Regions from separate parts of the Mus musculus genome. Here region 2 is linked to region 1. A link is a contact called in public HiChIP or PLAC-seq data. All regions are on one chromosome and are shown on one strand. Each heading gives the region's core, a stretch centred on a gene start, on an enhancer-like site or on the middle of the called end of the contact. The rest is flanking DNA. Distances are from core to core; before and after follow the strand shown. Region 1 has its middle 71 kb from the start of Atl2. Region 2 overlaps Galm (galactose mutarotase).

Evidence for each region. HiChIP or PLAC-seq counts read pairs in DNA pulled down with a chosen protein or histone mark.
Region 2: an H3K27ac HiChIP or PLAC-seq map of T-cell acute lymphoblastic leukemia shows a contact between it and region 1, with 3 times the contacts expected there. The contact joins two enhancer-like sites. A contact is called at or near these places in 2 of 15 datasets of contacts at CTCF or cohesin (the NIH/3T3 cell line and large pre-B cells), 2 of 484 Hi-C or Micro-C datasets (the G1E-ER4 cell line and group 2 innate lymphoid cells), 3 of 115 datasets of contacts at active chromatin or transcription factors (T-cell acute lymphoblastic leukemia, pancreatic cancer cells and stem cell-derived neural progenitor cells) and 1 of 9 other capture datasets (embryonic stem cells).

What each region holds. Positions count from the first base shown.
Region 1 is chr17:79,822,663-79,827,630 of GRCm38.p6, reverse strand. No RefSeq gene overlaps it. Among named protein-coding and RNA genes, the nearest start is that of Atl2, 71 kb to the left of the region's middle. Within about 2 kb of position 2,225, at least 74 of the 459 cell types and tissues checked have an H3K27ac peak or open chromatin away from gene starts, as enhancers often do. A contact at or near this core is called in T-cell acute lymphoblastic leukemia, where this site is marked.
Region 2 is chr17:80,171,766-80,176,982 of GRCm38.p6, reverse strand. The region is part of intron 4 of Galm (galactose mutarotase); the gene reads right to left. Among named protein-coding and RNA genes, the nearest start is that of Gm51284, 21 kb to the left of the region's middle. Within about 2 kb of position 2,067, at least 84 of the 459 cell types and tissues checked have an H3K27ac peak or open chromatin away from gene starts, as enhancers often do. A contact at or near this core is called in T-cell acute lymphoblastic leukemia, where this site is marked.

The sequences.
Region 1 (4,968 bases), core at 976-3,475:
TAGCTAGACCAATTATACAACAAAAGGAGGTCAAAGGCATACAGATTGGAAAGGAAGAAGTCAAGATATCACTATTTGCAGATGATATGATTGTATACATATGTGACTTCCAAAATTGTACCAGAGAACTCATACAGCTGATAAACAACTTCAGCAAGGTGGCTGGATATAAAATTAAGTCAAACTTCACCACCATCTGACTAAGACAGATGCAGATACTCACAGCCAACCATCGGACTGAGCCCAGGAGCCCCAATGGAAGAGTTAGGGGAAGGGCTGAAGGAGCTGCAGGGGTTTGCAACCCCATAGGAAGAACAACAATATCAACAAACCCGATTCCCCAGAGCTCCCAGGTACTAAACCACCAACCAAAGAGTATCCATGGATGAGTCTGTGGTTCCAGCTACATATGTAGCAGAGGACTGCCATATCTGACATCAGAGGGGAGTTCCTTGGTCCCATGGAGGCATGTTTCTCCAGGGTAGGGGGATCCTAGAAGGGTGAGGCGGGAGTGGGTGGGTAAGGGCGCACCCTCTCAGAGGCAAAGGAGAGGGGGATGGGATGGGGGATTTTCAGAGGGAAGACCAGGAAGGGGGACAACATTTGTGATGTAAATAAATAAAAAAAGCAGTGAATAAAAAATTATAAAAACCACAAACTGGAAAAAAAAAAAAACCAGATCAACATACAAACTCCCCACAAGGATACGCACAGCCTATGTATGGGACTTTACACACCTAAGAAACAATGGCTTCTGATCTCCTGTTAGTCTATGCTCCAATGGCCCAGCAGAGGGAGCGACGGTGAGAGGTGTTGTTTGTCTTTCAGGGTTGTAGGGAACCATGGTGAAGCTCCCACGATGGTGGGCAATGCTCTATCCATCCATGGACTTCCATGCAGAGCCTGCCTAGCCTGGCAGAAGCAAGCTTCTGGCTCTCCACACAGCCTGCAGGAGAGCGATGCTTCTTCATAGGACAGAAGGATCTGTGTGCAGTCAAGGATGGTGGTCACGATGAATGGCATCAAGGGTCAAGGGGGCTCCCAGCCAGCAGATGTGCTATTGCAGCTTCAGCCCACCCACTCTTCCCTCATTACCTTGTAGTCACACAAAACAGAGCAACAGCTATTGAGGGAGGTAGACCATTTGATGAATTACGAGTTGGGGATAATAAAGAAAATACAAGTGACACCCCAAACCTGGAGGATGAGAGCTCCAGGGTTAAGTATTCAGAGCCTCTTCGGGAAAGGACATGTCAGGGAGGCAGCCGCTGATTCCCACCACTGATGCCCTAGCTTGTGGGGCTCACGGACCGCAAGGAATTGGCACTGAACTGGTGAGATGGAGCATGCTCGAACCTGGGATATCTCAAACTTGAGACCGGAAGGAGTGGGTTAATTCTCTCCCTGTCTCTATGCCTGCCTTGGAGTATGTACCCCAGAGACCCTCAACCAGGTTGTCACAGGCAGCGTACCCAGCAACTGGAATGCCTCTACATGCTATTGAGAGCTGCTTCATTAAAGATCATCGGAGAAAGCCTTCACTTAAAGAAGCCATCGTAACGAAGATTCTCGAAGGAGGTTCCCCTTCCTTCCAGCCCCACCCCCACTATCCCACTCCCAGGGTCCCCACCTCCATCCCAGTCCCAACTGGTCTGGGATCCCTCTTGTCCCAGACTTTACCCCCCTCCTGGCCTGGTGGTCAGTGGTGTCTGACGCCTGGAGGAAAGAGGCAGATTGCGCGAACCCACCCTCTTCAGGATTTCTCCCTGTCTTCTACAACCCTGTGTACCGGGCACCTGCCCACCGTGAAAGGAGAGGTGGAACCTTGTACCACAGCTGGCACTCAATGTGGTCCAACCAACTGACGCATACCACAGCTGGTGCCCACAGGATCCAACAGAACCTCCAGTTTGAGCAACAGATGCCTGGGAAACCTCAGGTTCAGGACATTGTCAACTGAGGTGAAGCTGTGATGTTGCCAGAGACTTGGCATCACATTGAGAGCCATGCAAGCCTATTATGCAGAGAAACGGCATCCTCTGCTCTTTCCACAGCTGAACCACCGATTCTGGACACTCCTTTGCTGGGAGGCAACAAAGACACATTCACAGGGGTTGGCTCTCTTCCTTGCATCTGCACCAGGGAAGCCAGTCACGCCAGGCTGGCCTGCTGGGACCAGCTGTCAAGTGTAGTCCAGTGCCCAGGTCTTTCCACTGCTTCTTCTCACAGATCTCTCCTCTGGGATGCCCACACATGTGACTTCTGGCAGCGCTCACTAATGACACCTCTGCTTGTGGTTTCTGCTTGGCCTCCGGGAAAGCTTTGTTTTGTTTGAGGACACTGAGCCAGGAAACAGAAATACTTTTTTTTTCTCTGTAAGCCACAGAGAGATCTTGTGATCAAGCCAACAGGAATGCCACAATAATATTCAATGGGGGTCTAGCAATCTGTTAGGTGCCATGCCAGCTCTTGGAGACACAAAGATGAGAAAGAATGGAAACTTCTTTTTGTTATGTACTTGGGCAAAGGGCACAGCCTCGAGTTTTGGTATCCGGAAACAATGTTGGAAAATCTGGGTTTGTCATCTGGCTCTGCCAGGAAATTACAGTCTGAATTTCCTTAGCCACTTAATTAGCAAAGAGTATAGATGGGTAATTGGAATATTTCTGTGCTCTCTGAAGACACTGGCCACTTGGTCTCCTGCTTTATTTAAATTATCATGTCATATTGGATATATGTAAAAATGTGAGAGTCACACAGTTAAGTGATGGCGTTCAGGAGCAATGGTAGCCCCTGTGAGCCTTCCCTCCAGCATACCACCAACATGATCATTTCAGCTGATGGCTTAATCTCCTTAGTCACCTCCCAGACAGCAGCCTTCTAAACTTTATTTATTGCCAATCCTTGGTATTAAAATAATTTAACATGAGCTTCTCCTAGCAGAATAGACTTACAGAAATCTTGTGCACATACAAAAGAGTGTCTCCAGGGTAGGATTGCTAGGCAACAAATATATGAATATTCAACTCACTTCTTCTGGTTGTATTTAAACTCCCACTAACACAGTCTGAAAATTCCAGTCCACTCACGAACATGCCAAGCCCTTGATGATATCATACTTTGTGATTTTTGCCAAACCAGTGGGTGAAAATGGTATTCATTGGTGTCTTAACTAGTATCTGATTGCTAATTAGCCTGAATATTACTTGTGCATAGACAACAATTCACGTTTCCTGCTTTGTGAGCCCTTTGAGGTGTCTTCCCTCCATATTTCTCTTTTGGATAGTTTGGCTTTGTACTTCATAACTTATTTGTTGGACTTAGAAGAGATTTTTCAAAAAGTAACTTCCATAAGCAGGTTATAGGTCTTACATATAGTGTAAATATCTTCTGGCTCGTGTTTTTCCTGATCACCCCCCACCCCACACACACACACACACATCGGGTCTATTGTTAAATGAGATTCTCAGGGGTAGAGATGTATCTCAGTTGTTAAAAGCATTTGCTGCTCTTACCCAGCACTCACCTGGCTATTCATAGTCAACTGTAACCCCAGTTTTGCTGCCCTCTTCTGACCACTGCATTTGCAAGCCGTGTAATTGGTGCACATACACATATGCAAGCAAACACATAATATTAAAATAAATAAATCCTTTAAAAAAATAACTCTTGATTTGAGCATAGCCCCTTCCCCAGTGATTAGCACTTGTGTCTCTTTAAGAACCTTTTATCAAAAAAAGGACCTTTTATTGTCTTGAGGTTCTTCTAGATAATCTTAAATAGTGTTATCATTTTGCCTCTTATACCTAAGTGCTAAGAGTTAAGGGGAAAGGATTTGAATTTCCTGTGTGGTGTAAAGCAGGGTTAATTTTGTCATAGACTTCGTCCATATAGTGACTAATGGCTCTGCAGCATTTCTTGGGGAATTCTTGCTTTGGAAGTCATCACAATGGTTCTCTGATGTCCTCACATGAATCTACCCCATCTCGTTCTTTATCTATGTCTCTGCCCATACAACAGCCACTTTCATTATGCCAATTTTATATATGCCTTGATTGTCTTTCTTTCTAGGAGTTACCTTATTTTGAAGTCTTTGCTTGTTGTGTAAATTTGAGACTCACTGGCCAAGCTCCTCAGTTATTCTGGTTGGCTTTGCATTGGAATTGAATACAGATTTGTGGGGAGAGAAGGGACACTTGTGAAATATTTCAGAAATATTCATATGTTGCATGGGCAGTCTCGAAGGGGCAGACATATGCATTTACACTGCTACTCCAAATGATGGATGCTTTTCTGCACTAAACCCTTGGTGAAGAGAGCATGTGTGAAGATTCTCAGTGAACTCAGATTATGATTCTGGCTTAAGAAGTCCCAAACTGTCTAGCCCGTGTTTTCCAGAACACGTGAGGTTGGAGATAATCACAGGGTGATCTTCGTTGACACCCAAGGGGTTGGGCCAGAATGATGATCAGTCTGCCTCCTATTCCGTCCAGCAGAAAAGGGCGACAACACTACGTTCTTCTCAAAGCAGTTTATTTAGGAACCTTTCAATATCATGCATGAATCTCTCTCCAGAAATCAATTTCTCCAGGAAAAAACAACAACAACACCCCCCCCCATCGCAATCCCTTATATAACCCCTCAACCACGCCCCATCAGCCCAGCCCACGTAACAGCAGTCCATTGGCCAGAATCATCACTCGTCATATGGTCCGATCTTGCATAATGGTGCACCTGCGCAGTTCTCATGATGGATGCGGCTTATTTTCAGGTGTATGAGGAAGTCAGGTGCAAGTCATAAGACTTGGCTGCAGTCCCAGGTGCCATCTTGGGACTGCTGCCACACCTGCTCCTCACAGACCTGTACAACCAAACCTTGTGCCCACCCATTCTCTCCCATGTATTCAGCCTTTTATATAAACACATGGAAACTCTTCTAGAGTTGTGTTTACCCAGACTCTGAAGTCT
Region 2 (5,217 bases), core at 818-3,317, 350 kb before region 1:
CATTCCTTAAGAATATTCCTTAGGGCTAGAGAGATAGCTCAGCAGTTAAAGAACAAACCAGTTGCTCTTGTCTACAACCCAGATTCAACTCCTAGCATGCACATGCTAGCTTACAAAATGTCTGTTAATGTCAATTCCAGGGGCTCTGATGTCTGATGTTCTTTCTCTGGCCTCTGCAGGCACCAGGTATGCATATGATGCATAAATACACATGTAGGAAAAAATAAATGCCCATATACATAAAGTTAAAAAAGAATACTCTCTGAAAGAAAAAAAAAAAAGGATACTCTCCAAGTCATGAATGGTGTGATACATACTTGTGATCTCAGCATTACAAGGATGAGACAGGAGGTTAAGGCCACCTGGGGGTACAGAGCAACAGCAGGAAAAAAAAAAAGGAGTCATCTATAATATGATGGTACATGCTTGTAATAGCAGCCACTAGGGACTGGGCAGAAATATCTCCAGTTTGAGATTAGCCTGGATGACATAGTTTAAAAACACAAAGTTGGGCATAGTGGATCTCTGTGAGTTCGAGGCCAGCCTGCTCTGCTGGTCTATGTACTGAGTTCCGGAACAGCCAGAGGTACACACTAGAGAGAGCCTGACTCAGATATCTACATCTACAAAACCCAAAACAACAGTAGAAGTCAGAGTACTTCCTCTCACAGGTGTCACAGGTGTCACCTATTAGATATTTACATCACAATCATAACAGTAGCAAAACCAAGGGCAGACTGATCCTCTCTTCCTTTTTGTTATCATCAGACATGGAACAGACTTGCTCAAACATTTACTATCCTGTGGTCTAACTACCAGACTATAGCAAGCTTTCCACCTCTGCCAAAGGTGCGTTCCAAAAGGGCAGGAGCAGTTTCCTGTCCTCCATAGTCCCTGACCTGAGCTAGAACCTTTGCTTGGTGGAAAAGCTGATCTGCTTGAAACCAAGGCTGGAAAACGGGAGCCACTATGAAGGTGGCAGTGGTCTGTGACAAAGAACGAAAAGTCCAGATGGAGCAGGGCGTGGTGGCACACGCCTTTAATCCCAGCACTCAGGAGGCAGAGGCAGGCGGATTTCTGAGTTCGAGGCCAGCCTGGTCTAAAAGTGAGTTCCAGGACAGCCAGGGCTACACAGAGAAATCCTGTCTCGAAAAACCAAAAAAAAAAAAAGAAAGAAAGAAAAGTCCAGATGGCTTACGCGAGTGGTCTGAAGCAGACCCCTCGCTTCACAGAGACACTGGCCCAGGTGCAAAAGGAACTTGCCTGAAGTGATAATATCTCCAGATCTCAAAGCCTTCCAAAGTCAAAGACGGCCCTTTCTGGCGCACTATGATCTGTCTGTCTGCCGTGGGGACAGCACCTTCCACCCTCACCCCCCAAGTCCTCTTGGTTTTTCTAAGACTCTGGAAAATGAACGAGTTCTTTTACCTTTGGTTAATCTGCATATGTGAGTTTCTGCTTTGGGCTAAGAATAGAAAGGAAATGTCAATCATGCTTTGAGCAAAGCTGAATGCACAGAAAATGAAAATGAAATGGAAATTGTGTCCACAGACAGGATGCTACATCATGGTTCTAATATGAAAGCCACCAGACCCATCCGTCCCATCTGTCCATCCGTCCGTCCATCAGTCTGTCCATTCTATCTTGTGTGCTTTCTGAAGAGGCTCTATATCCTCCCGATATGGCTGGGTGTGTGTTAAAACCTAAAGCCTGGCAGCTGGTGACCTCTGACCCAAAGACGTGGCGGCTCAGCTCAAGGGCACAGGAGTGATTTGACTGATCCGGCTTCCTCATTCCAGCAAAGCCTGAGGACACACAGCAGTAAGGATCCCTCATGTGCTGTTCTTGTGGCTACAGGGTAGCAGCTGTGGTGAGTATAGACTGGTTTGAACAGCTTAGGACTTGCTGGCAAACTAAAGAGGAGAGAGAAAGACAAGAAAGTTGAGAACATGTGCGAAGGGACGCTTTTCAGTGATGAACTCCTGACCTACGCTGAGGAAGGGTAGGGGAGGAAGCGAGGTCATGAGTGGGTGGGTGACAGCGAACGGAACTAAAGGGTGGAAGGATCAAAGGGCCACGGGTTCTTGTGGTGCTGAAGAGTGGTGGGCTCTCAGAGACAGACATCCTGAAGAGTGGTCAGAGGGCTGCCTTGGGAGGAAACCAGTCAGACCCAAGACAATCACAGTGAGCAGGTGAGAGGACAAGACGGGGGTGGGGCAGGATACCGCCAGTGAACCGCGATGGATGGTGACGGGAATGGTGTTGGAGTGATTGCCATCCAGACGTGAGGGCAGGACAGGAGAAAGGGCATGTGGACAGGGGTCAACAGAATGCTCACGAGCACGCCACTCTAGCTGCAGCAGCTGAACCCTACTCCTCGGGATTTGCAAGAAGAGGATCTGATCACTGAAGACAGAACCCATCACCAGAGTCAGCCTCCCTCTTTGTAATCGTTGACAGACTGATAATTATTCACTCTCTGAAAGTAAAGAGAAAGCTCAGAGCTCTTCTGCAACCCACCAGCCTTTGTCTTCTCTCATCTCCTTGAGGGTTTCACACTCAGGTCTTATGATAAGGGATGTGGCCTTTCTTCATGTCTGTGGCAGACTGAACCCTGGTCTACTCCCGTCCCTTGTGTGCCCTTGCTGACATGACACTGACACCCCCTCACTGACAGCTGGCATCTCTTCCTCTTTGAGCTTACATGCACCTTGATAACCACCTCAATAGAGCTGCTGGGGTGTGACTCCTGAGACACCGGTATGAGATATAAAATGGCTTCAGCCTAGGCTGCTCTCAAGACATGAGCTCTTGAAGCCCAGCCACCATACAATTAGGAAGATCAAGTCACAAGGCTGTGTGTGTGTGTGTGTGTGTGTGTGTGTGTGTGTGTGTGTGTGGTGTGCAGTTACGGTGACAGCCTCAACTGAGCTCCCAACCAAAAACCGACACCAACAGCCAAACACTGAAGAAACATCTTTAGATGTTTATGTGCCAGTCCTGATCTTTGCTGGAGGCCCAAGAGAATGACTTGTCTGTAAAGAAAATGTCTTATAAGCATTGCCTGCCAATAAAAAAGCTGATGGCCAATGAGCTGAGGCAGGAAATAGGAGGTGGGACCCTGGCAGGAGGAGAGAGAAAATAAAAGGAGATGCAGAAAGAAGAGAGAGGGACTGAAGAGATGGACATAAACCAGAAGGTAAATGAACTCAGGGAGATGCTGAGAGAGAGGAGGAGGCCAGGACTGAAGAGAGGTAACTAACCATGTGGTACACAGGAAAATTTGAATGGGTTAAGTAAGTTATGAGCTAGTCAGAGAATGAGCCAAAGCTTATGGCCTAGCCATTAAATAATAAATAATTAGTCTCAGAGTCGTCATTCTGGGAGCAAGACTGGGAAGAAAAACCAGAATTTGTTTTTAACATTCGTCCTAACAGAAACAGACAATAAATGACTGTGTTGGGATGGTTTGTTATGTAGCAATAGCTCCAGTAATCGCTCCAGGATGTTTTTTGTCTCTCAGCACTGACTGACAAGTCTCTGTGGAGGCCTCTCTCCCTCCATCTTCCCCTCTGTACACTGTTTTTAAGTGCCTTCGAGAGAGCGAATATCAGGAGCATGGATCCTTGAGGTTACTTTTGGACGGTACTGGGGTGATCACGTAAGCGCTCAAGGACCTGAGTTAATCCCCAGAATTCACGTAAGGAAGCAGCTCCAGGAAGACGCAGAAAGAGAGCTGCTGGGAGCTCACTGGCCAGCAAAGCCAAGCCAGCCATCTTGTTAAGTTCCAGGCCAGCGAAACAGGAAGGATGGAGCCAAAGGAACAAGAGCTGTGCTTATCCGGTGGCTTTCCTGTGCATGCGCATACACACAAACAGGAGTTTTTGAGTCCAACTTTTTTTTTTGTTAAACTGACCTCAGGAAGCCTAGAACCAGATGGCAGAGACAGACTTACAATCTAAACTCTTACAGGTTTGTAGACATGCCGTGATTGTGGGTGTCCAGTGGACCAGCAAAGGTTTTGACTCTAACCTTAGGAGATGAGTCAGGATTGACTAATGAGAGGAGGGACCAGAGATGACGACACAGGGATTCACTTCTGCTTCTTATGAACTTATGCTTGGGACACAAGCTAGACACATTTATATAATATTGCACAGATCCTAAGAGGTTCTGAGCTCTTACAATTGAGGGTGTAAGTAAAAGACATATGAAGCGGAGACTTAAGGGTTCTTTGGAAAGTCGGTTAGATGGTGTTTTGCTGGGGCAAACACGTGAAGGAACGTCTTTGCTGAAGCAGATCCAGGAAAGAGGATGCTCTGCTAAAGCAAGCACGAGAAAGGACACGTGATAAAAGATTCATTGCTAACAACACACATGTATTCATGCACCTTACATTATAGAGTTGAGCTAATTTGTCAGGACTCTGTAGAGAGAAACTTGCCAAAAATAAAAAAATAAAATAAAATAAAACAACACTTCTGGTTGTGTGCTACAGTTTCTTGCTGCTTCTGAAGACTCGGGCTGATTGGCCAAGTGATGTCAGCTGAGACAGATGTACATGCTAAGTAAGACCTGTGGAGGACATGTGATGTTTGGAGAGAAGACTCCAGGGACAATAACAGGCTTGCTGGTAGAGCTAGCTGTACAATGCTTGTTGGTCTCCAGTCTTTGCTGATCTTCAATTCGATGAGAGAGAGAGGCACAGCCGAGAACTTCTGGCATCCCTCCTGGTCCCTCCTACTGTCTCCTGCTGAGGCTGAGGTCTGGCTGTCTCTGCTAGGTAGTACCATTGCTGCTGATTTGTGTTTGCTATCCTGACTCTACTGAACTGGACTGTTGGTGTATCCATGAAGTGTTTGCGAGTGTATTGATCTGCCACTGCTGACCTGTGAACTGAACTGCTGATTTCCAGACAACACAGACGGGAGTTGCTCCAAAAAACTTTTCTAAATAGATTCACTTCCCCCACTACCTCTGGTGGATGGTGGGCTAAAAAGGGAGGTTAAGATGTTTAAGAACCATCATCAGAAACAGGTTTTGAGCCAGGCATGGTGGCGCACGCCTTTAATCCCAGCACTCGGGAGGCAGAGGCAGACGGATTTCTGAGTTCGAGGCCAGCCTGGTCTACAGAGTGAGTTCCAGGACAGCCAGGGCTACACAGAGAAACCCTGTCTTGAAAAAACAAACAAACAAAAAAAAAGATTTTGAAAAAAT